Regions from separate parts of the Sus scrofa genome. Here regions 1, 3, 4, 5 and 6 are each linked to region 2. A link is a contact called in public Hi-C and HiChIP or PLAC-seq data. All regions are on one chromosome and are shown on one strand. The core of a region is the stretch at or near the end of the contact, and the rest is flanking DNA. Distances in the headings are between cores, read along the strand shown.

Region 1 (3,694 bases), core at 405-2,904, 210 kb after region 2:
AGTATATGCATTTTTTACAATAAGCAATTTCACTTAGGTTAGTGAGGTTACCCATACTAATTTTATAATACTGTGTATCCGAATACACTGTATCTCTACGTTTTAAGTGGCCCCATGCCTGGATGAAGCATCAAAGTGAGAATGGTGAACTTGAAGAGTCTTTAAAACATCTTGAAGCAATAACAAGCCACAGACTGCAGCAGGGGCGTTTTTAAACATTACACAGGACGAAAACAATTGAACCAATTTGTCCTTTGTTCTTTTTATTGCATTCTTACATTAAAACTGTTTAAAAAGAAACTCAAAAAGCATTAAATCTGGTACCAAGCTCTACAAAGTCCTCCCAGGAGCCCGGTTTGCACAGAAAGTGAGTTTCCGCCGCCGCCAGGCTCCAGTGAAGCCCCCCCCCCCCCCCGCCCAGCCCGGCGCCACCCGCCCCGGGGACGCTTGTGCTCAGTCCCGGGGACGCGACACCAAAGGAAAGGCCGCCGCGCCAAGCCCTCAGCTCGCCCCGAGTTCTCCCTCCGGGCAGGAGGATCCGGACCCAAGTTTGCCAAGTTTTCCGACAGGCCCGGCTGAGCAAATGCCGCTGCGTCCGGCCGCCTTTTCGCTCCAGCTGCAGGCCCGGCCCGTGGGAAGTTTGTTCGCGGTGGGGTGGGGGGGGGGGGCGTTATCCCGGCCTTCAAAGAAAAGTCCCGGTAGGCGGTGCACCACCAGCCGGGCCGCACCCCCGTGGGGAAGACAACACGGGGGCCTCCGAGCCCCAAGGCACAAAGAAAGCGCTCTAGAGGATGGCGAATGACCTTGGAAACGCGGGACCATTTTAGGGTTGCAGTCCCCCAGCTGCCCTCCCTTTCCGCGCCGCTCTTTCTCTCCCGACGCCGCCCCGGCCCACCCGCCGCTTCCCCAGCGGTGCCTTTTTCAGCTTTTTCTTTAAGAGAGTTGTGTGCGCTGGGCCCAGGAGGGGCCGCGCTGGCCGCGGGGCCCAGCCCTTCCCGCCGCGCCCGGGGCCGCCCTTCCCGCCGGAGCTGGCTGATTGATGGCCCCGGCCGGCCCGGGTCTCCCGCCTCGGCTCGCCCGCGAGCCCGCCTGTGTGTTTTGGAAGCGGCGCAGCGGGCTGCAGCCCTGTGACGCCCGGAGCGGCCAGTGCCGCCCTTCCTTCCCCCCGGGCTCGGGCGGCGGCGCGGCGGCGGGTCCAGGCCGGGCGGGGCCGCGGGCTCCGGGGCGGAGGGCGACGGGAGGGGGTGCGGGCGGGGACTCCCAGGCGGGGGCTCCGGGGCGGGGGGCGGGGGCTCTGGGGCGGGGGCCGCGCCGCGTACGCCCAGCCCCACGGCCGCGCCGCGCCTCGCGGGACAGGTTGGGCCGGCGGGGCGGCGCCCGGCTCCGGGGAATAATGAGTGTCTGTCAGGCCGTCCCCGGGTGACTGGGCGGGGCGGGGCGGAGGCGGCGCAGGAGGAGGGGGTGGCGGGGGAAGGGCGCAGGGCGGGGTGCGTGTTTGCGCGAGTGACTCCGCCGACCCCTCCGGCGGCTGCCTCCACCCAAGTGGGTGGGGACCCGCCCAGCCCGGGCGGCCGCAGCGGCTCCCTCTCCCCTCCCTGACCCTCCCACCCCGGGTCCCAGCCTCTACTTACCCCGCCAGCCCCGGGAGGCTCGCAGAGCGAGCGGCGCCGGCGTCATGTGACTGCCCGGAGTTGGTGCCAGGAGCCAGAGGGGAGCCAGGAGCGGAGCCGCGCGGAGCCGGGGCCCGAGCCGGAGCGCAGCGCGAGCGCCCGCCGAGCTGTGCCGCGCCCGCCGCACGCGCGCCAGTCCCCGTCCCGGTCCCCTGCGGCCGCCAGAGCCAACGCCGCCAGGACTGGAGCGCTGACACCACTGCATCCGCGGGGCTCCAGGGAGCCCAGGTCTGGGCCTTTATTTCTCGCCTGCAGCGCTCAGCACCGCGCCTCGAAAAGTAAGTCCCCTCTCCCTCACCTTTCCTTCTCGCCCCGACTCCCGCTGCCCCTGTTTTCGGCTCGTCTGGTTTCCTTTTTTTGGGGGGAGGGGGGCGCGGTGAATGGGCTGGGGGTGCAGCGCGGAGGTGGGGGCTCCCGTGGGCTTGGGAAAGTGCAACAGCTCCTCGCAGCCGGGGGTGGGGTAGAGGAGGCGAGGCGGAGGGGCCCCCGGTGAAGCAGTGGAAAGTGTGGGATTGAGGAGAGCCACCGTGCGGATCGGCGGGTGCGGGGAGCGAGGCCGGTGGCGCCCGCCGCGGCCCCGGATAGGGCGCGGGCGGGGGCTCACCTGTGTGGTCCCCCGACCGCCGCCCGCGCGCTCTCTCGCGATTCCCTCCTAAGCCCCAGAAATCTCAGTGCTCTCCGCGTGTGGCAACGTTGTTTGGAAAAAGGTAGCACAGAGGCCGCGCGCTCCTGCTCCTCCCCCTTCTCCCCCATCTGGTCCCCCCCCCACCGCGCGCCCTCCCCCTCCCCGCCCTCCGCCTGCGCCCCCCGCCGCCCCCCTCTGCCGACGGGGCGCGCTGCCGCTCACCAGCGGCGGGAGCAAACTTGGAGCAGGCCCTCTGGGAAGAAACTTGGGGCGATTGAGAGTGGAGGCAGCATCGCATTCTCGGTCCTGGAGCCCGGGAGCTGCCAGGGCGTCTGGATCCCCGGGGGCAGGAGAAAGAGCTGGCCAGGTTTGGAGAGACCTCCTCCGGGGCACGGAGAGAACCTGCCGCAGTGTCTGGAGCGAGGATTGCAGCGTGGCTGGAGGCGGAGAACGCCTTAGGCAACTGCCTGCAGCGTTAGGGACCCGATCCGGTGGGGACCGAGGGACGGACCTCTGGACCCGAACCTTTGGGACCTAGCCTTTCTCGGAAGGGCTTTCTTGGAGATGGCAGACAATACCTGGAATTGTCATAACGACTTCTTTGGCAGATAAAAGGGAACACTCGATTCTGCTTTAAATTTTACAGCAGTATACAAAAATATTAGATAAAGAATATGCGCATGGGACTTTTATTTTTCTAAGTCAGGTTAAACGGAAACTGGTAATTGCTCACCTTCTTGTATTTCACTAAAATAAACATTTTACAAACTCAGAATACATCTTTCCATTAATGTCACCCAAGACACTAAATATATTGATTCTCACAAGAGTCTGGTATATGGAGAAAAGTATGGAGTGGTATTATGACTTCATTTTAATTTAGTATCTCTAATTATTAAGCAAAATTAATTGGGGGCATAGGGTAGTTGTTCCTTACAGGTTATTCTACAGAACAATTTTGTGCTGTCTTTTTCTGAGTGCTTTATGTATGCATTTGTGGAGTATTTTTGTTGAGAAATCCATGAGTGATCCACCTAGCACAGGAGAAGGCTTGCTTTTAGGGAAAACCCAATCTGATAACATTAACAGCTCCAAAATTTTGTGAGTTCATAGTATTTTTAAAACAAAGAGTGGTTGAAAGAGTTTTTTCCTGGCTCCAAGCATGGAGTATGGGAGTTGACCTTATTCTGTTAACAGAATCCTGAAATGAGATGTTTGATTAATTTAAGCTCCCTAGAGAAGCTGATATCTCAATTTCTACAGTCTGTGGGGTTAGCTGCAGAACTGTTAGAAGAAAACAGTCTAATGTACTGTGGGTGAGTTCAGTGAAGATAGTCTTCAAGAAGCATTCTGCTTGCATGAAGTCATGAGAGTGCAAGTATAAAAATCCTAAAGTGAG
Region 2 (3,614 bases), core at 148-2,647:
TGCTGTGAGCTGTGGTGTAGGTCACAGACGTGGCTTGAATCTGGTGTTGCTGTGGCTGTGGTGTAGGCTGGCAGCTGTAGCTCTGATTCGACCCCCAGCCTGGGAATCTCCATATGCCACAGGGGCGGCCCTAAAAAGCAAAATAAGAAAAAAAAATAAATAAATAAAAAACTGCATCAGTTAAAATAAGAAAAGAACCCAACCAGACCATCCATGCTTTCCTTTTTTCTAATACAGATTTCCCTTCCCAACCCCACTCTGAAGTTTCTCTAACCTCACTCTGATGATGGAGAACCCAGGACTCAGCTATAGATTTCTTTTCATATAAAAAACACTCTTTTGGAGCTGACCTCTAGGAAGGTATTTTGAAAATATGATGATAATAATGTTACCAGCTTGTTTGTTTTTTCTTAATTATCTGCTAATATTTTGGAATCGGTTTTCAAAAATTTCTAGTCCTTCTGCCTTTGTCTGATGACATAGATCTTCTGTTAGCAGGTGAGGGAAGCCCAGGAAAACACAACATATCTTTTCCCTTTTGTTATAATTCTAACTCTGCACCTCAATTTCTGCCCAGCCATGATTTCAGAGCCCAAAGCCTATAGCCTGTCCTGATTTGCATAACTGGCTTCTGGAGGCAAGTTAAGGAATCATTAAGGCACCTACCCTTTGCCCCCTCCTTGGCCAAGTTGCTTAATTAACTTGGTTAAAATGCAGTCCAGTGTGATGAGAATAATTGCATTTGTGTGTCTTAATAACTGATCTGTTCCTATGCAATTGCCCACTTCACTCTAATAAAAAATATATACATGTGATGTGACATATGAATCTTCATGCTCACAAAATGAGCTCAAACTTGAAAGAGATCCAGACTACAACACCGTTTATTATTTTTAGAGCATTACCTAGTCATTTTGATTCATTCGCTTGGAGTGCTTTTCCCTGCAGCTCCCCAGGGAGAGGTGGGGAGAAAAGATGGTAAAACATAAATTTCCTTTGGTGACGAGTTCACATCTGTTTAGAACTGTAACATGGCAAATCATTGTGAAATCTTCTAATGGATGCCTGTCCAATGCCAAATAAGCCCAGGACCAAACACGCATAAAGAAATAATTGAAAGACACTGGACTGAATCCAAAAGATCCTGGCTAATGTTTCACCTAATCTCTCTCTGGTCTCTCCCGCCTGCAGCAGTCGCCCTACCTACAAGATAGGCACTTCACAGCTTCCTTGCAGCTGCTTCTTGGCTGTTTGCACCCTCTAACCTCCTGGCAGAAGACTAAGAACTACTCTGAAGCCAAAAGCATAAAAGGAGGAAAGGTTGGCACTCGAAGTGAAAGGTGGGGCCGTTGGAGCTTATCACACGTCTTCTGTAAGGGTTAATTCCCCTCTGCCCCTGTTGGGGGCTGAGACTGACCTCAGCCTGCAAGGGACTGGCCCAGGGCTAGGGAGATGTCCCCAGGTGGCAATCCCAGATCTACAATTTGACTCTATAATTTGGGGTGGGGGGAGTAGGGAATAAGAGTGAGAACAAAAGTTTCACCAAAAAAAAAAAAAAAAAAAAAAAAAAGCTCTTTTTGTTTCCAATTCTTTTCATCTTGGCTCTATCTCTAGCACTGCTAGTCAGAACCTTAGCCGCTAAGGGTGGGGTTGGGTGGAGCTTTAGGGATTTTTTTTTTCTTAAAGGGAAAGAATAGGGAAGTCTCCTGGAACATCTCCATTTTGCTTGAACTTGATCATGGTCACACACACACACACACACACACCCACTGGGCAATGTCTGATTATATCTCTTTGGAAATGGCATTTGCAAAGGTGGCATCAGCACAGCAGAGAGCAGAAGGGAATTCTGCTGCTATTCTGGAGGAATTTGGACCTGTGAGGTATTTAGTTATTGATGATTTCAACTGGTCTAAGCCAGGTTTGAGCTTTAAGACCGCGTGCCTGGAATTGGCAACAAAATGGCCATTTATTGCTGGGGAAGGCTACTGAGATTCAGCTATTTTAAGGCAGTTCCTATATTTAGATACTGTATTCTACACTTAAAAAAAAAAAAAAAAAAAAAAAAAAAACAAGCAAATGAGAAAGGGCAAAACGCCCCAGTACTGATCGCTTCTCCCCCCACTCTCCTCAAAAGAATTTTAGCTGAGTTTCAGCCTTGGAATTTATTTTTTGAACAGTAAGACATGCTATATATTGGAAGAAAATACAATATGGGAAAATTTAAATTTACCAAATTAAGTACAGAGAAATAGAGCATATTACAGAATGGTTTGTTATAGGGCCTTTTAGGTAAACACTCCTTAAGAATCTTTCAGCTGGGGATTGTTGCTTATGTTAACCCTTTAGGATCCTGTACAGGAAAGTTCCCCTGTGTAAATATCATACTTATGGAATATGCAGGGTGCCTGAGGCTGAATCCAAACTCCACCACTCACAGGCATGGGACGGTGGCCCAGTTACTTCACCCCTCTGAGCCTCAGTTTCCCCATCTGTAAAACGAGGGCAGCATTTTCCTGCCTCATAAGGTTTAAATGAGCTGCTTGCTATCCCACCCCGTAGGTGTTTCATGGCTCTAAGCCTCCTGTGGGTTCTCCTTCTTCCCCCTCAGCCCCGGCTTCCCCCCCAGAGCACCCCCACACACACCAACTGAGACCACATGGGGCAGTCGGCAGCGAGCAAAAGAAATTTCAGGCCTTCTTTGCATCTTTTGCTGTTTCAGATGTATGTCAGGGAAGATGTGACCTCAGACAAAGAGGGGCCAGACAGCAATGGCTGTTTCTGCCTGTCTTATATTTATTTATTTTTAAAACAAATACTTCTGCAGCCCTTACCATGGGACAGGTATATTGTAGGCACTTGACAAATACTGACTCATCTGGTCTTTCATAACAAACCTGTGTATACTATTATTATTCCCATTTTGCAGCTGAGGAAGCAGAAACACAAATGGCTTAAGTAACTTGTCCAAGATCACATAACAGGTAAGAGGCAGAGTCCCAGGCAACCTAGTCCATTCTCTTCGTAGGTATCATGGCCAGGCTCTCTATTTGGAGGCCCTGCTGAGCCCAAAGCCAGCTGGGTGAAATACCAAGGTCAGCTCTGCACACTGTCAAATATCAGCAGGGCCAGAAGCCCTGAAGTTGCAAGAGTCTCTGTTGATAAGCTTTGTGTAGCCCCGACCTCAGAGCAGGGAGACCCAGATGAGGTTGGCTGAACAAGCAACGGGCCCATTTCCCAGGCCTTTGGCGCTCCGCCCACCTCTCCACTCCCACCGCCTAGGAGGTTGCAACCTCCTCTCAAGTTTCTTCATCCTTCCTCGCCCTCTTGGCTCAGTGAATATGAATTGGCTGGCTGTTTCGGCTGGAGTGGGTGGGAGGGCGGCAGAAGGAGGGAGGCATTAAAGCAATCAAGGAAAAAAAAAAAAAGAAAGAACTTTGAAATTTTTAGTAATTTTTTCTTAAATTACAAAAGCCATGTGTGTTTGTGGCAGATATGGCAAAAACATATCTGTTTCCCCCATTTCCCCTTCTCTCTTCCACTCTCCCGCCAGGGGTGATCATGTGACACAAATCAGGCCAATGAGGCGTAAGTGTGTGATGGAGTTCCTGGGA
Region 3 (3,303 bases), core at 425-2,924, 170 kb after region 2:
TGCTTTTAAACAAACAAGAATTTTTAAACATTTTCTATCCTTTAAGCAAATGTTCTTTGCTTGGCTAAATGACAATGTTCAAGAAATGCCTACCACAGAAGCATAAAAAACCCCTGGCAACATTCCAGAAGAAATTCACCCCGCATAATGTGTTCCAGCTAATGCTCAATAGCTTTCGGGTGAACCTGCTGGCTCTGTGTGCCCTTGAACAGAATCTGAAAAGAACAAAAGAAAAACTGATAGACATTTTCCCTTTTGTGAGTCTGGTGGAACTTTCCAAACTTCGAAAAATGTACGGCTACCATGAACCCGGCCCTGGGCTCTGATGTAAACTTTGTTTTACTACCTTTGCTTCCCTGAAATTCAACTATAATTATATTGTTTGTCTTTTCATCCAATAAAATGTGCATTAGCATTTGGTCCTCTTTAGAGTGTAGTATTTGTTTAGATGAATGTATTCTTTCAAATGATTAGCAGTGCTGCCACAATGAGAACGCTTTAGATTAAACTCTTGATATCGTATTAAAAGGAGGGAGATCAGCTCAAAATGCTTCCAAAGTGTGCTCATAACTGGCTGAGGCTATCAACTTTTCTAGATATGTATGAGAATTTCACCAAGCGCAAAAGACTTTAAGATGAAATCCCTGGCCCTTTTATAAAGTGAAGTAGATGCACATTTTAATCAGTTATGCCCCTTTGCAACTTCTTAGGATAAACATTTCCTAGTGAAAAAAATAACACGAGAGTTCCTATTGTGGCTCAGCAGGTTAAGAACCCGACTAGAGTCCATGAGGATGCAGGTTCCATCTCTGGCCTCGTTCAGTGAGTTAAGGATCCCGTGTCGCCTTGAGCTGTGGTGTAGGTTGCAGATGCAGCTCATATCTGGCGTTGCTGTGGTTGTGCTGTAGGCTGGCAGATGCAGGTCTGATTCGACTCCTAGCCTGGGAACTTCCATATGCCATGGGTACAGCCCTAAAAAGTCCAAAAAACTAAAAATAAAAAATTAAATCATTGGCCATGTTACATCTCTGAAGCTGTAGTGATACAGTTGGAGCCAATTCTCTCTGGACATGGGAGGCTGCAGCATTGGGTGGGAGGGCTGGTACAGAGTGCATTTGACCTTAAATGCCCTGGATGGAGGAAGAGGAGGATGCTTGGAAAGATAACATTTTCTCCATTTGATGTTCTAGGACATGTGCATGGAATTGAAACAACCCATTTTGCAGGCAAGAAGCTATAGATGCAAATGCCAGGCCTGGGGAAAACTGGACCCTGGGGAAGGATGGAAGGCACTGGGGCTTGCCCTCACAGGCCCTCCCACTATGGGGCCACCAGCCTGCTCCACGCAGAGCCTTCTCCGGGTTCCCTGGGGGACCTCTTGGAGGAGTGCAGCAGGAAGACTATCGATTGGCTCGGGACATAAAATAGACTATTGACGGTATCTCAGAGATACCCCCAACAGGATGGAAAAGAAAGGACTCACCCACAACTTTAATGGCCAAATATAAAACACTGAAATGTGCTCTGCTGGTTGTAACATTCTCTTGGCATTTCTTCATTTATTACTACGCTGGAAGCCTCAAAAAAATGGAAGAGACCCAGCTCTGGGACCTCTGAGAGGCCCTGGCTACCAGGAAGTCACGTGGTGTATTAGGAGAAGGCAAGGCATTTACAAAACCCTCAGCTGCTTTCTGCAGGAGAAAGCTGGGCCTCTAGACTCCCAGTCACCAGAGTGCATTGCCAAACGCAAAGCCAGCACAAAACAGATGAAACTACAGAGACCTTTGACTGGCATCTTTATCCTGATGCCTCAAAAAGGAGCCATGATGATGATGATTCAAGGTGCTTCCTTCCAGATCCTTAAAGAGACACACACACTCAGAATAAATGATGTTATTTTCCGTGTTTTTCTTACTTATGTGGTATAAGATTATACACATCCTAAAAATTGCTTTATTCATTCCACAGTATTTTGAGACTTATCCATGTGGCTTCATATAGATTTATTTCAATACTCCTGGCTGCTGATGGTACTCCATCATTTGAAACCACTACTTTTATTTACCCATATCCCTCCTGACGTTCAGTATTTGTCTGTGGCTGATCCGATGCATTCTTCCAGCCCACTTAAGCATTCCCTTCTTAGAAGTCTGACTGCACTTTATTCTCCTTAGTTGTTCCACATATGTGTGGTCTGTTTCCCGGACGAGAAAGTTAAACTTCTAAGAGCAACTTCTATGTCCGGCATCTAATCGAATCATTGCATCTATGTAATACTCTGGTGAATGACGAACTTTGGACTGTTGGCTCTCTCGGAGAGCTGAAGAGCAGCTCTGGACTCCCAGAGGTTCAACAAATTCTATCTAGTTATTTATTTCCTCTTGGTTTCTTAAAAGAGAAGTGCTGTATTTTCAAAACAGGTTCAACTAAAATTCACTTCCTTTCTTCATCTAGATTCGTGGCGGTGAGCATCTCCTTAAAATGTTCCAAATCCGAACACCGGTGATACCATAAACGTTTCACCTTTAAAAGATGAGACAGAGACAGACAGACAGACAGACAGACAGCAATACAGAAAGAGAGAGTGAAAGAAAGAGAAGGAGGAGGGGGAAGAGAAAAAGGAGGAAGACTGAAAGGATCCCCACCCCTCCGAAGGGCGGGGCCTGTGGCCCCTGCTGGCCTGGAGGCAAAGTTGGGCACAAAGGGCTGATTCTCTTTGCAAATGAAATCTGGATAACACACCCTCTCCCTTCTTTTCCTTGAAAAGTCTTCCCCTGCCACTTTTACTGTCAACTTTTAGGTTGCTCTTGTCAGAATCAGTTTTCATTTCTTTCCCTGGAAACTTTATTCTCTGCCTCTTTCGGCTTCCTAAAGAATTGGTTTGTTAAAGTTTTTAATTGTTCGCGCTTTTTCTAGGGACAATGAAGAAAGCGCAGAGTCTCCACATCCACTCACCAGAAATCCTCCAGATCATTCAACCTGACTCACAATCATGGCCGAAAGAGCTGCTTGGAAACTGTGAAAACCTTGCCAAAGGGACTCGCCCACTGCATTGTTTGTTGGAGGAAAGGAGAAGGTGGGGACATAGAAAAGCTGTGGAGGCACCCAGGTATTCGGGGACCTCTCTGTATTTGCGTTAGACCATTTTTTCATCTTGTGAAGTCATTTTAACTCTTTCCTAGTCCAAGACACCAGCTTTTGGCTTTTTCGAGTCTGATCCCTTTGCTCTGGCCAGGGTCCCCTTCCCCCGTGCCCCCCAAATGCACCTACGCTTATATACATGCCATTCTGCAAAGAATTTCC
Region 4 (3,691 bases), core at 42-2,541, 140 kb after region 2:
GAAAAGAAACTCATGGACTTGGAGAACAGACTTGTGGTTTCCAGGGGGAGGGCGAGGAAGGGGGATGGACTGGGCGTTTAGGGTTGGTAGATGCAAACTATTGCATTTGGAGTGGATAAGCAATGAGATCCTGCTGTATAGCGCAGGCAACTATACCTAGTCACTTATGCTGGAACATAATGGAGGATAATATCAGAAAAAGAATGTCTATAAATGTATAACTGGGTCACTTTACTGTACAGCAGAAATTGAAAACACTGTAATTCAACAATAATAATTTTTTTTTTTAAAGAAAAGGGTTGATACCCCAAAATTTCCTCAGTATTGTGGTCATTCATTTCCTGTAACTGATCATGAAGATTGTTGTCTAAGATAAACTGTCGATTTGGGATTTTTTTTTTTTTTTTTTTTTTTAGTTCATTACTTCTGCCATTAAAAAAGGAAATGGACGTGAACTCCATCTTTCAAAAAAAAAAATTTTTGATGCCCTTATTAATAGCTGACAAAATAAAAAGCAGAAATGTATCTCCTTTAGAAATATGTTCCTAGGAGTTCCTGTCGTGGTGCAGTGGTTAACGAATCCGACTAGGAACCATGAGGTTGCAGGTTCGGTCCCTGCCCTTGCTCAGTGGGTTAACGATCCGGCGTTGCCGTGAGCTGTGGTGTAGGTTGCAGACGCAGCTCGGATCCCGCGTTGCTGTGGCTCTGGCGTAGGCCGGTGGCCACAGCTCCGATTCGACCCCTAGCCTGGGAACCTCCATATGCCGCGGGAGCGGCCCAAAGAAATAGCAAAAAGACAAAAAAAAAAAAAAATATATATATATATATATATATATGTTCCCTAGTTGAGCTCCTGTGTTTTGAAGGCTGTTTAAACCACATGCACACTCATACCTCTCACCAGTCAATCAATCAGGAAACAATTCATATGCATACAATGAAAACGTATGTTCCAGCTGCTGAGGTGGTTTCAAAAAGGCAGAGAACACGGTCCTTGACCTCAGAAGTTTAGTCAGGGAGAATCATAAAAACAAATCATAATGCCACCTGCTATGTGCCATAATAGAGATATGAATACGACATGGAACTGATGAGGCTCTTTCAGGGTCCCAGGAAAAGGGAGGTGCTCTGGTGACTCGGCTTAGTGTGGTGCATTGCCAGGATACACGAGGAAGTGGGGAAGAGCAGGAAGCAGTTTCAGCAGCTGCCTGGCGGAGCTGGGAATGTCACTCAGGACACAGTATACCTCCAGCCACCTGTTTTTCTTGACATTGCTTCAGCAGTGGGCATCTGTTGCTCCCTCTCTATTGCTCTGCCAATATGGTGACTCAGCTACTCTCTGCCTTTGCGTTCTCTGCTCTTGCTGCCAAATCCTCGCCACATTTCTTTTCTCTATTCCATCGTTCCTGCCTTGTTGTGGCTCCCGCTGCCATGGAGACGGGGGCTTTTGGACTTCTCTCACGGTGTCCACCCATTTCTGTCCAACCTTTTGGCTTGGTCCCTCTCAAAAGGTCTCAAATTCAAATTGTGTGAAAGAGGCTCTGTTTGAATGGCCAGTCATCATCTAGGATACAGTGACCCTGCCGATGGAGTTCTTGCATCAGCTGGCCTCATTGGCTACTGGACATCCGACCCTACAACTGCCTTTGGGTTAGGCATCAATTCTCAGTTCAGTCCACTATAGCCAGGGAAGCAAGGCTCCAGTTTACATTGTGTCAGCCCATGCATAGAGCACTGTCTGCAGCAGCTTGCATCAGTAGAGGGTGTGGTCCGGGCTGGCAATCAGATCAACTGACTTTTCTCCAGAACAATGTCCTAGTGTATTGTTTGCCATCTTGAGTTGGACTGTGTCAACTACTCAGCTTGGCTACAAATAATGTCAGACAAAAATGTGATACCGATTATTACATTACGAATACATTTTGAACGTTATTTTAATACATAAAGATCATAAACCATTTAAATACCCCACAAGAAGAAAATAGTTGAATAAATAATATTTTTAAGAGGGACTATTATACAGCCTTCCAAAGGATCATGAGTTGGAGAATATATCATGAGAAAGAAAAATGCTCACTGATAGAACGTTAGACAAAAATCAGTACATATAAGTTGTATAGTATTATTAGTGAGTTAATTACATACTTATCTGCAGAGTTAACAGAGAATAAACTGGAAAGATGAGTTGACAGGGACTCTGGATGGTGGGGGGATGCGTGAGTTTTATGTTCTTTTGTATGCCTCTTTGTATTTCAAAGGCAAAAAAAAACCCACCTCAATTATAAGATATATATATAAAGCAGTATAAAGACCACTGTTTTTAGTACATAAAGTCCATATATTGGTTTGCAAAAAAGTATAAGACACTTTAGATCCTACTGCCGGCAAAAAAAAAAAATGAGATTTCCTTTCTTATTCATGACCCACAGCAACTAAGAAAACAAAGATGACAATGAAATCAAAAGCATGACAGAATAATGGATGCATGGTGGCTAACGATGTGTCCTGTGCTGCAGTACGTAGCTCCTGCTTGCCCCAATCATTTATTCACAGACCACAGGGGATGCAGAAGGGGAGACAGCCAGCCTATGCACAACTATAATCCCAAGGGAAGAAGTACTAACAGAAGAGAATTGCGAAGGAGGGTGAAGGTCCAGAAAAGATGACTAATTCTTCCTGGGAGAATGAGGGAAGAATTCAGAAAGTTGCTGACATTTGATCGGAGCCTAAAGTAATATCGGTTGAATTTTCAAGGTAGCTGGGAAAAGGACACCTTCTATTCCTGAATTCTAACCTAGGTGAAACTGAAGAATAGGGTAGAATGGAGACCAAACCATCACCTTTCTTGATGAAGTTGACATGGAAGAATAAGGCTTTATGGCTTCAGGTAAGTGGCTTTCTAGCCCTAAACCCAGAATTAGATATATCCATGCAGTCACAAGAATTGCATGGCTGCACAGGTTTTCTGACGGAGGGCATGACTCCTCGAAAACCTACAAGAGGAGAATCAGAGCAGAACACATATTCTCAGCAGGCAGGCTCACCCCAAAGGAAAAGGAGAGGAAGAGGCTGAATGAAAGACACTCGCTTGGTGCAGTGGGATGAAGGTGCCCCCCCCCAAAAAAAGATATGTCCACCTGGAATCTGTGACTGTGACCTTATTTGGAAAAAACCTTCTTCATAGATGGATTTAAGTTAAGGATCTTGAAATGAGATCATCCTGGGGGAGGGTGGGCTCTACATCATATGGCAGGTGACTCTGGAAGAGAAGGACAGAAGACAGAGAGAAGAAGGCCCGAGACCAGAGTGATGCATCTACAGGCCAAGAAGCACCAAGGACTTGGACGACCCCCCAGAGTGAGGAGGGAGGCACCAGACAGGTCATTCCTCAGAGCTATGAAAGGAACCAACCCTGTCCACACCTTGGTTATAGACTTCTGGCCACCAGAACCATACAAGAGAATGGATTTCCATTGTTTGAAGCCCCTCGGCTTGTGCTAATTTGTTACCACAATTCCAAGAGATGAGGGCACTCCGTTTCTTCTTCTGAACCCAGCCATCTGTGAGTAGAGAGAGGAGGGGGAGGCCAGATTATTTCCCTAGTGGAGGTTTCTCCACCTAAAAGAAATATTATGACTGGGGAAGGCACTGCTTTCCCTAAAATAATACTAAAAGTTGCTAACATTTTTTG
Region 5 (3,469 bases), core at 23-2,522, 230 kb after region 2:
AAACGGTTTCCCAGGAAATCATCAAGCGAACTTATGGGAACCATATACCATGCATGCTAAAATCTATTTAAAAAGAGGGTTTGGAGGAATAAGAAGAAAAATATTCACAATAGTTAGTTCTAGGTTGTCTTCTGCCTGCCTGTTTTTGTTTTGTTTTGTTTTCCTGATTTTTCTGAAATGAGCATAAGAGGAAAAGAAAAGGTATTTCCCTCTTCCCGTTGAGCTGCACCTACTCTTCAGCAAGCTTAGCTGCTCAGCAGGGGCTGTACCTATTGTTCCAGAAACGTCGGAGTTTACGTATTTGAGTTAGAAATGGCAGTTGGCTTTCACATGGTTATGACCATGGAATCTGGTGTAAATTATATAAAATGGTATCTTTCACAGGCAAGGGGAACAAGTTCCAGCCTCTCCGAGGGCAGGGAAGAAGAAGGAATGGAGAAGGGGAGTGAGAAATGGTCTATTTTATTTTTACTAGTTTATGTTGAAAGTAACTTCAAGACTTAGACAGACACCTTGTTTTGTCTTCTAGGCCAAACACCCGAGCACCCTAGAAAGCATAATTAAAAGAATGCTCATGTTTGACCCAGTCCCTGTCAAGCAAGAGGCCATGGACCCTGTCTCGGTGGTAAGTTTTCCAAAATCGAACCCCTCTTCTTATTTATTCTAAGTGGTCATAACTTGGGGGTGGAGGGTGGGAAGCTCCTTGGACCTTTTGTGTGTAAAAATACAGTTAAGAATAAAGTGATTTGCTTAAACTCGTTTCAGCCACATGGAGCTGTGACTGCCAGGTGACTGGGGGAGAAGCTAGCCAAAGAATGAACTTGGCGGCCAGGGTGGAATTTCATTTCCCTGAGAAGAGGGAATTAGGGTCATTGTCTTTTCGACACCCTCGTGCTAAGCTACCCTTCTTGTGAGCTAGGTCCCTGTACATGCTTCTCGGGCCACCGGGGACCAGGTAATTAGGGCAGGTGTTATAAGATAGGGGCAACACCAGTGCTGTGAAGGTGGGACATGGGTGACAGCGGAAGTGTCTGACTTCAAAGCTGGTTGAACTTGAGAGGATCTGTCTGGTTTAGTGAACGCAAAATAAGGAACACACTCCCAGCTCTGTCTTGCTCTTTTCTTCCACGGGCTTGGAAGAACACTCACAAGGGGGAGAAAGAAACTTGGCTGGAGCTGGGCATCTGAAGGTTGGTAATGACACGCTTGCAAAAATTAGATCATCCTTATGCGTTGGCTGTGGAGCCTCCTGCCAAAACTGTTTATACAAGACACGGGGGGTCACTCTGAGGCCCTTGGAATGGAGTTGCCATGGAGATTACTAAACGGTGAAGTGTTTACCACTGTGTATAGTGAAAAGTTAAGTCAGAGTGGCTTGAAGGAAATAACATTTACATTCCCCACACGCTAACTGGATAACCATGTATCTGACTAAGAGCAATAAGAACTTTATTAATCAAAAAACTAAATTGATTTCTAGTGTTCTTTGTTTTGTCATGTTCATCAACCTCTTTCCCACAACTATTGTATGATCACATTGGAGGAAAATTAATGTATACAGTGTCTTCATTAATTATATCCATGAACTATGAATAGATTTTTTGGTACTGGAGGATGTGATTATTTCATAAATGATGCAGGACCATTGGTGATGGATTTTACTGTTCAGTTTACTTCCAGTGCTTTTAATCAAGCATGAGAATGTGGCACCAGAGCCTAATTTAAATCTAAAATGAAGTTGGCACCATACAATTGAAGTGCAGGGGCATGCACTGGAAAAAAAAAAAAAAAGGAAATAAAATGAATTCGAAGTAACAGTTGTGCTTGTAATGCTGTAACTTATATGAATACATGGAGTTAAAATATGGAGAAGTATTTTTGCGATTAACCGTCTTTTTCTCCTTCATGCTCTAGTCTGCAACTTCTGATGCTTATAGAATTTAATTAGGTTGTTTCACCAAAAGATAGTTTCAGTCCTTACAACGAAGTTCCCTTTTCTTAATTCGGTGCAGCCTCAGGTAACTCAAACATCTGGGGAATAGGGGCACCGTGATGATTTTACATAACAACATTCAAATTTTACCCTTCCCGCCTTCATAGGTGGAGTGTGTAAGACCTGATTTATGGTTCCTTTATTCCTTTTCTCCTTTTTCATTTCTCCTTTGACCTGAACGTTGAGGTCTTTGTTTACTCAAGCCAATGTTCTAAATGTTAAGCAGGAGGCATTCGTAAGAAGATTTGGTTTAATTCTCTATTTGAATAGAAACATTTGAGTGACTTCTCCCCCCCTTTTCTTAAAAAGTGAGAAGAGCAGAAGCAGTCTGCCTCTTTGATATCTTGTTACAGTTGAGAGAAAGCGAGGCAGTGCCATTGCTCTCTTAGATGCCTTCGTGCTGCCTACCCAACCTTGTGCCCCGAGGTAGGTGGTAAGACTCTGGATGGTCCATCCTGTTACGAAGGTGCAGCACTAGGGAGCAGAGTACAGCCTCCCCTCTGCGCCCTAGATTTCTGCTACTTGCTATCAATGCCATGTTGGCAAAACCATCCACAGCTCCCTGAGCCTCCAGTTAATTTTTCCTTATTTGTAAAATTGGAGATGATTATTTGTAAAATACGAAATGGCAGGTGTACATAAAATGCACAGTAAAGGACTCGTTCTTGCCCATGCACTACCCGAAAAGCTGAAAATTAAAGGATGTAATTCAGGAAGTGAGAAATAAAGACATTTCTTTATTCTTTCTTATTGTAGTTGTCCAGGAAGCTTACTCTTAAAGAAACTGCTTTTTCTTTTTTTTTTTCTTTTCCTTTAATGAAAATTGGCATCTAACAGGCTCCTTACAGATTGAGAAGTGCTTAAAAATCAGTAGCTTCTCTGCCCTGTTCTAACAGAAACTTTTCCTGACTTTGCTGAGCCTGGTAGAAAGAGAGCCTTCTGCTTTCGTTTGCATGCAGGGGCATGGCATTTGCTGTTTCCAGAGAGTTTGTTTATAAATGCTGGGCGCCTTCCTGCACTCGGAACCCCACCCTCAGTATGACGATTCGTTTGACTTGCTATTGCCCTGTCACGGACGGTCACATATTTTTCATTTTAATGAACAGTGAAACAGGGACTCACCCATGTTTCGTGCAGTCGAGCCATGCACTGAAGCCATCTCGGGATGGCAAGCTCACCAAAACTATGTCCCACTAAGTAAGAAGCTAGTAATTCTCACTTTCCTATAAAGTGACAGCATTGGAAAATTTATCCAGACCTCGTGCCTTTGTCCGCATGGCACTTAAAATCATTTTTTCGAGAACAGAGAACTGGTATCATCCTGAGCCTTGTCGGCAGTAAAACCTGGCTCCCAGAGCACGCGGAGGCCTCCCTTCAGCCACTGCTGGTCGAGCACCTGGGCCAGACCCTCGTCTCCCACTCCAGTGACAGGAAGCCACCAGCGAGGAGGTCTGAACACTTGCATGCATGTTACCA
Region 6 (3,599 bases), core at 885-3,384, 170 kb before region 2:
GCGCTGCGCAGGGTTGATGGAAGGGAAGAAGGCAGGAGAAAGCTAACCTTTCTGAGCATCTCTTGGGCACTGGGTTCTATGCTAGACACTGGCAACAGCGAAACGAAAGATGGGAGACGCCCAAGGATGTCCTCGTGGAAGCACAACCCACGGAGTCCAGCTTCAGAGCAGCGGCCAGCAAGAGAGAGGCCCAGCCGCCAGAGCCGACTTCAGAGTAATTGAAGTCCTCATACTTTCAGAGTCTATACATAGATCCCCTGGGTGTTCCCTGGTGGCCTAGCAGTTAAGGATCCAGCCTTGTCGTTGCTGGGGCACAGGTTTTGATCCCTGGACCGGGAACTTCCTCATGCTGCCGGCAAGGACAAAAAACAACAAACAAACAAAAAAAAAAACAGCCACAAAAGAAAAGAAAAGAAAAAAAAAAGAGAATTCTCCAGAGCCACCTTCAATATCACCTCTTTCCTTTTGTACCTAGTTCTTCATACCCTGAGCCTATCTTGGCACTTTTTCTTAAAAACAGAGAAACAAACCAACCACCAGAAAACTACCCAGATCTATCCAGTGTTCCCTTTTGTATCCTAGAGGAAATATCTTTCTGGCCCTAGACCACCAGGCTCTCCTCTCTTCCAAACACCTCTTTCCTCGGTTTCTGCCATATTCTTCTCCCAGCCCTGGTCCTACATCACAGAAGAGAAGAGGAAAATCCTGGGAAGGGGGAACCCTATGCAGAGAAAGAGAGAGAGAGAGGGGCAGAAACCAAGTAGGAAGAGCCTGCTTAGCTGGTAAGGAGAGCGAAGGATGCTCGGAACACTTAGAGGCTCATACTTCCTCTCGTGCACAGCATGGAAGCCTGCAACGCAGCGCAGCGAAGGTGCAGGGGGCAGGGACGACGGAGGCCTGGTGCTGAGGAACCACTTCCCAAAGACAAAAGGCCTGATGTGAGTTTCGAAGGAAGACTAGGAGTTTACAGAGAGGCCAAGGAGAAAGGGATTTCCATCCAGAGGGAGCTGCATGGGTGATGTCCCCTCACATAAGACAAGAGAAGGTCAAATCCCTCAGTGGACCATGTGTGTCAGGCATCTGCTCTATTCTCTAGCTCCTGACCTCAGGCCTTCCAGCAGGGTAGGTGATCTCCAGCGAGGGGGCAGGATCCCTTCCTTTTCAGCGATTTATATTGAAATCCTAGGGTCCCACCAGGACTTGGATGAAGGCTGTTAACAGCTGGTAGGGCCAGGCAGACAAATGCCCCTTCTTTCTGGGGAAGAGAATGCAAATGCACCCGCTGAGCTGGGGCTGGGAGGTAAATGGACTCGCTCCTGCCCGGGCAGGTCTGGGCTGAGCTGGGCAGGGCTGGGCAGGGCTGGGCAGGGCTGGGCTGGCTTTGCCCAGACCAACTTTGGTCCTCTTAGCAATGAGGTGGAAAGCCTGATTGTAAACAGGGCTTTCTCTGAAAGCCCATTCAGCTCTCTCTGAATTCCATCCCCTAAGCCTGAAGAGGTTTATTCTCCAATTGCCGTTCAGCCAGGGCTCCTTGTCCTCATGTCCTCGCTCCCTCTGCCTCTTAGCTCACACACATATTCATGCTCCTGGGATTTTAAACATCATGCTGTGCCGGAATTGGGTTTGGAGCTGTGATTTATAGGAATGCTGTTGCTGGGGCGAATGTAGTGCCAAGAATTCTACAAAGCAATCCCGGGAGGCAGAGCATGGGTCCCTGGACCAGCAACATCAGCATCACCTGGAAACTTCTTAGAAACACATGTCCATGAGCCCCTTCCCAGACCGAGGTACCCACGGGTAGTGCTACAGGACACAGCATTTTGTGTTGCCAGCACGCTCAGTTGAGCTAGAGAGCTGCTTCAGGTCATGGTTTAACCTCTGATGAGTAGAACCTAGGCCCCAGGTTGGTGGGGGTTCAAGGCATGGAATCCATTGTTTACCTAAGGGCCTCTTCTCCAAAGGGCCACAAAAGCCCTGTCTGTCCTCTTCTGGGAGTGGTGTCAGCTTGACAAAATGCCAGATGTGTTGCATCAGAGGCAGAATTCAGGCAAATGACCCTTGGCGCTCCGAGGGTGGAGGCTGGGAAGGAGTTGAGGCCTCAACCAGGAAGTAAACAGGGCTCCCAGGGCGCTGGGGGGAGGGGAGCTGCAGTTCCCGTAGAAGGAACCCGCTCTCCCTCCAGTGCCAGCTCAGGACCGCCCCACTCCGTCCCTCAGCTTCTCAGAAGCTGCCCCGCCCCATTCTTTTCCAGCTCCCCCTTGGAGCTGAGCAGGAGGAAATAGACTGGAAGGGGAGCAGGAGACATTTGAATTCGCTCTAAGGGACTTTCTGAGGGCAAAGCCTGGAAAAGCTGTTCAGGGTGGGTCATACCGTCTTCCTTGGGTATCTTTCTCAGGAGACATGGAGTGAACTGGGCTCCATCCTGGGTGGTCCATGATTCAGCTCTGTGATCTCGGGAAAACTACTTAACCTTTCTGTGCCTTCATTATCTTGATCATAAATGGGGAGTCATAACAGAAAGATGCTTATAGATGTTTGGGAGGATTACATGAGATAATATATCCTGAGCAAGCGCTAGCTCTGGCTTTGGCCTGTCCTGGTCCACCACCCATGAGCTCTTAGCTATGGTCAATGGTCAATGCCTAGTGTGGTGCAGGCACTCAAGACATGCTTGCTGGATGGATGACCAACCACACCCCCTGTCCGGCGCAGCTGGAAGACCACCAGAAATATATCCCACTGCTATTTCAGATCCCCTTACATTCCAAATGATTCAATGACCGGGAGTGGTCCAGCTACCCGAGGCTTAATGAAATTCTCAGCAGGCGTTTTTCATGGTGGTTTCCTATTTCTGGAATATCTTCCCTTTTCTGGTCTATTGTCATCCAATAGACTGTTAGTGGGGGCATCAGAGGGACTTAAATTGCTCCCATGGACAGAGAGAGGAAACAATTAAAAAGAAATAGGAAGTGAGGCTCCTTGGGTAGAATTACACGGCTTAACACCAGGTTGCATTTCCTGACAAGACTCAGTTTAGAATTCTCTTAGCACAGAGAGTGATCCTGCCTGGCCCCTCCCTCCGTGCATTCCTAGTCCTGCTGGTGTGTGAAGGAGGCTCATTTCCTTGGTTGAGCTGCTCAGAGGAGGAGAGACTGGTGTTTTTGTTTGTTTTTTGCTTTTTAGGCTGAACCTGCGGCATATGGAGCTTCCCAGCCTAGGGGTCTAATCGGAGCTGCAGCCACTGGCCTACGCCACATCCACAGCCACTCCAGATCCAAGCCATGTCTGCAGCCTACACCACAGCTCACGGCAATGCCCGATCCTTAACTCGCTGAGCGAGACCAGCGATCAAACCCACGTCCTCATGGATTCTAGTGGAGTTTGTTACTGCTGAGCCAAGAAGGGAACTCCTGGGGATGGGAAATTTTGAAGAGGACTCTGGGGCTTGCCTGCAGAATCCTCCAGCCTGCCAGGGAACAGGACTGGGAGGGAGCCCAGTAGCACCAGCAATCTGGAATGCATGCTTCTGATTTTGCCTGAGAGGCCTGATTTCCCTGTGGACGCATCACCCAGCTCCTGCAATAGCCGCTGTTCATCTC

The links. A called contact is a pair of places that touch in the nucleus more often than the background predicts. HiChIP or PLAC-seq counts read pairs in DNA pulled down with a chosen protein or histone mark.
Region 1: a Hi-C map of liver shows a contact between it and region 2, with 1.8 times the contacts expected there. The contact joins the promoter of KLF3 here to the enhancer-like site in region 2. A contact is called at or near these places in 3 of 5 promoter capture datasets (fetal liver, fetal skeletal muscle and liver), 9 of 47 Hi-C or Micro-C datasets (fetal liver, fibroblasts, liver and 1 more) and 2 of 2 datasets of contacts at active chromatin or transcription factors (alveolar macrophages and skeletal muscle).
Region 3: a Hi-C map of liver shows a contact between it and region 2, with 2.0 times the contacts expected there. The contact joins two enhancer-like sites. A contact is called at or near these places in 2 of 47 Hi-C or Micro-C datasets (liver and skeletal muscle) and 1 of 2 datasets of contacts at active chromatin or transcription factors (alveolar macrophages).
Region 4: a contact with region 2 is called in an H3K27ac HiChIP or PLAC-seq map of skeletal muscle. The contact joins two enhancer-like sites. A contact is called at or near these places in 2 of 2 datasets of contacts at active chromatin or transcription factors (alveolar macrophages and skeletal muscle).
Region 5: a contact with region 2 is called in an H3K27ac HiChIP or PLAC-seq map of skeletal muscle, with 6 times the contacts expected there. The contact joins two enhancer-like sites. A contact is called at or near these places in 1 of 5 promoter capture datasets (fetal liver), 7 of 47 Hi-C or Micro-C datasets (fibroblasts, liver and skeletal muscle) and 2 of 2 datasets of contacts at active chromatin or transcription factors (alveolar macrophages and skeletal muscle).
Region 6: a Hi-C map of liver shows a contact between it and region 2, with 5 times the contacts expected there. The contact joins two enhancer-like sites. A contact is called at or near these places in 1 of 5 promoter capture datasets (liver) and 2 of 47 Hi-C or Micro-C datasets (both in liver).

What each region holds. Positions count from the first base shown.
Region 1 is chr8:30,023,324-30,027,017 of Sscrofa11.1, forward strand. It overlaps KLF3 (Kruppel like factor 3), which reads left to right and starts at 1,655. Exons shown (of 6, transcript NM_001134352.2): 1 at 1,655-1,948. LOC100510918 (a long non-coding RNA gene) reads right to left here and starts at 2,106. Exons shown (of 3, transcript NR_045041.1): 1 at 1,632-2,106.
Region 2 is chr8:29,811,309-29,814,922 of Sscrofa11.1, forward strand. No RefSeq gene overlaps it. Among named protein-coding and RNA genes, the nearest start is that of KLF3, 210 kb to the right of the region's middle. Within about 2 kb of position 1,398, at least 23 of the 83 cell types and tissues checked have an H3K27ac peak or open chromatin away from gene starts, as enhancers often do. A contact at or near this core is called in fetal liver, liver and skeletal muscle, where this site is marked.
Region 3 is chr8:29,983,602-29,986,904 of Sscrofa11.1, forward strand. All of the region lies in intron 2 of LOC100510918 (a long non-coding RNA gene), which reads right to left. Among named protein-coding and RNA genes, the nearest start is that of KLF3, 40 kb to the right of the region's middle. Within about 2 kb of position 1,675, at least 15 of the 83 cell types and tissues checked have an H3K27ac peak or open chromatin away from gene starts, as enhancers often do. A contact at or near this core is called in liver, where this site is marked.
Region 4 is chr8:29,951,775-29,955,465 of Sscrofa11.1, forward strand. The region is part of intron 2 of LOC100510918 (a long non-coding RNA gene); the gene reads right to left. Among named protein-coding and RNA genes, the nearest start is that of KLF3, 71 kb to the right of the region's middle. Within about 2 kb of position 1,292, at least 10 of the 83 cell types and tissues checked have an H3K27ac peak or open chromatin away from gene starts, as enhancers often do. A contact at or near this core is called in skeletal muscle, where this site is marked.
Region 5 is chr8:30,040,114-30,043,582 of Sscrofa11.1, forward strand. It overlaps KLF3 (Kruppel like factor 3), which reads left to right. Exons shown (of 6, transcript NM_001134352.2): 2 at 530-625. The coding sequence starts at 569. Among named protein-coding and RNA genes, the nearest start is that of KLF3, 17 kb to the left of the region's middle. Within about 2 kb of position 1,273, at least 21 of the 83 cell types and tissues checked have an H3K27ac peak or open chromatin away from gene starts, as enhancers often do. A contact at or near this core is called in skeletal muscle, where this site is marked.
Region 6 is chr8:29,637,712-29,641,310 of Sscrofa11.1, forward strand. No RefSeq gene overlaps it. Among named protein-coding and RNA genes, the nearest start is that of MIR9840, 91 kb to the left of the region's middle. Within about 2 kb of position 2,135, at least 41 of the 83 cell types and tissues checked have an H3K27ac peak or open chromatin away from gene starts, as enhancers often do. A contact at or near this core is called in liver, where this site is marked.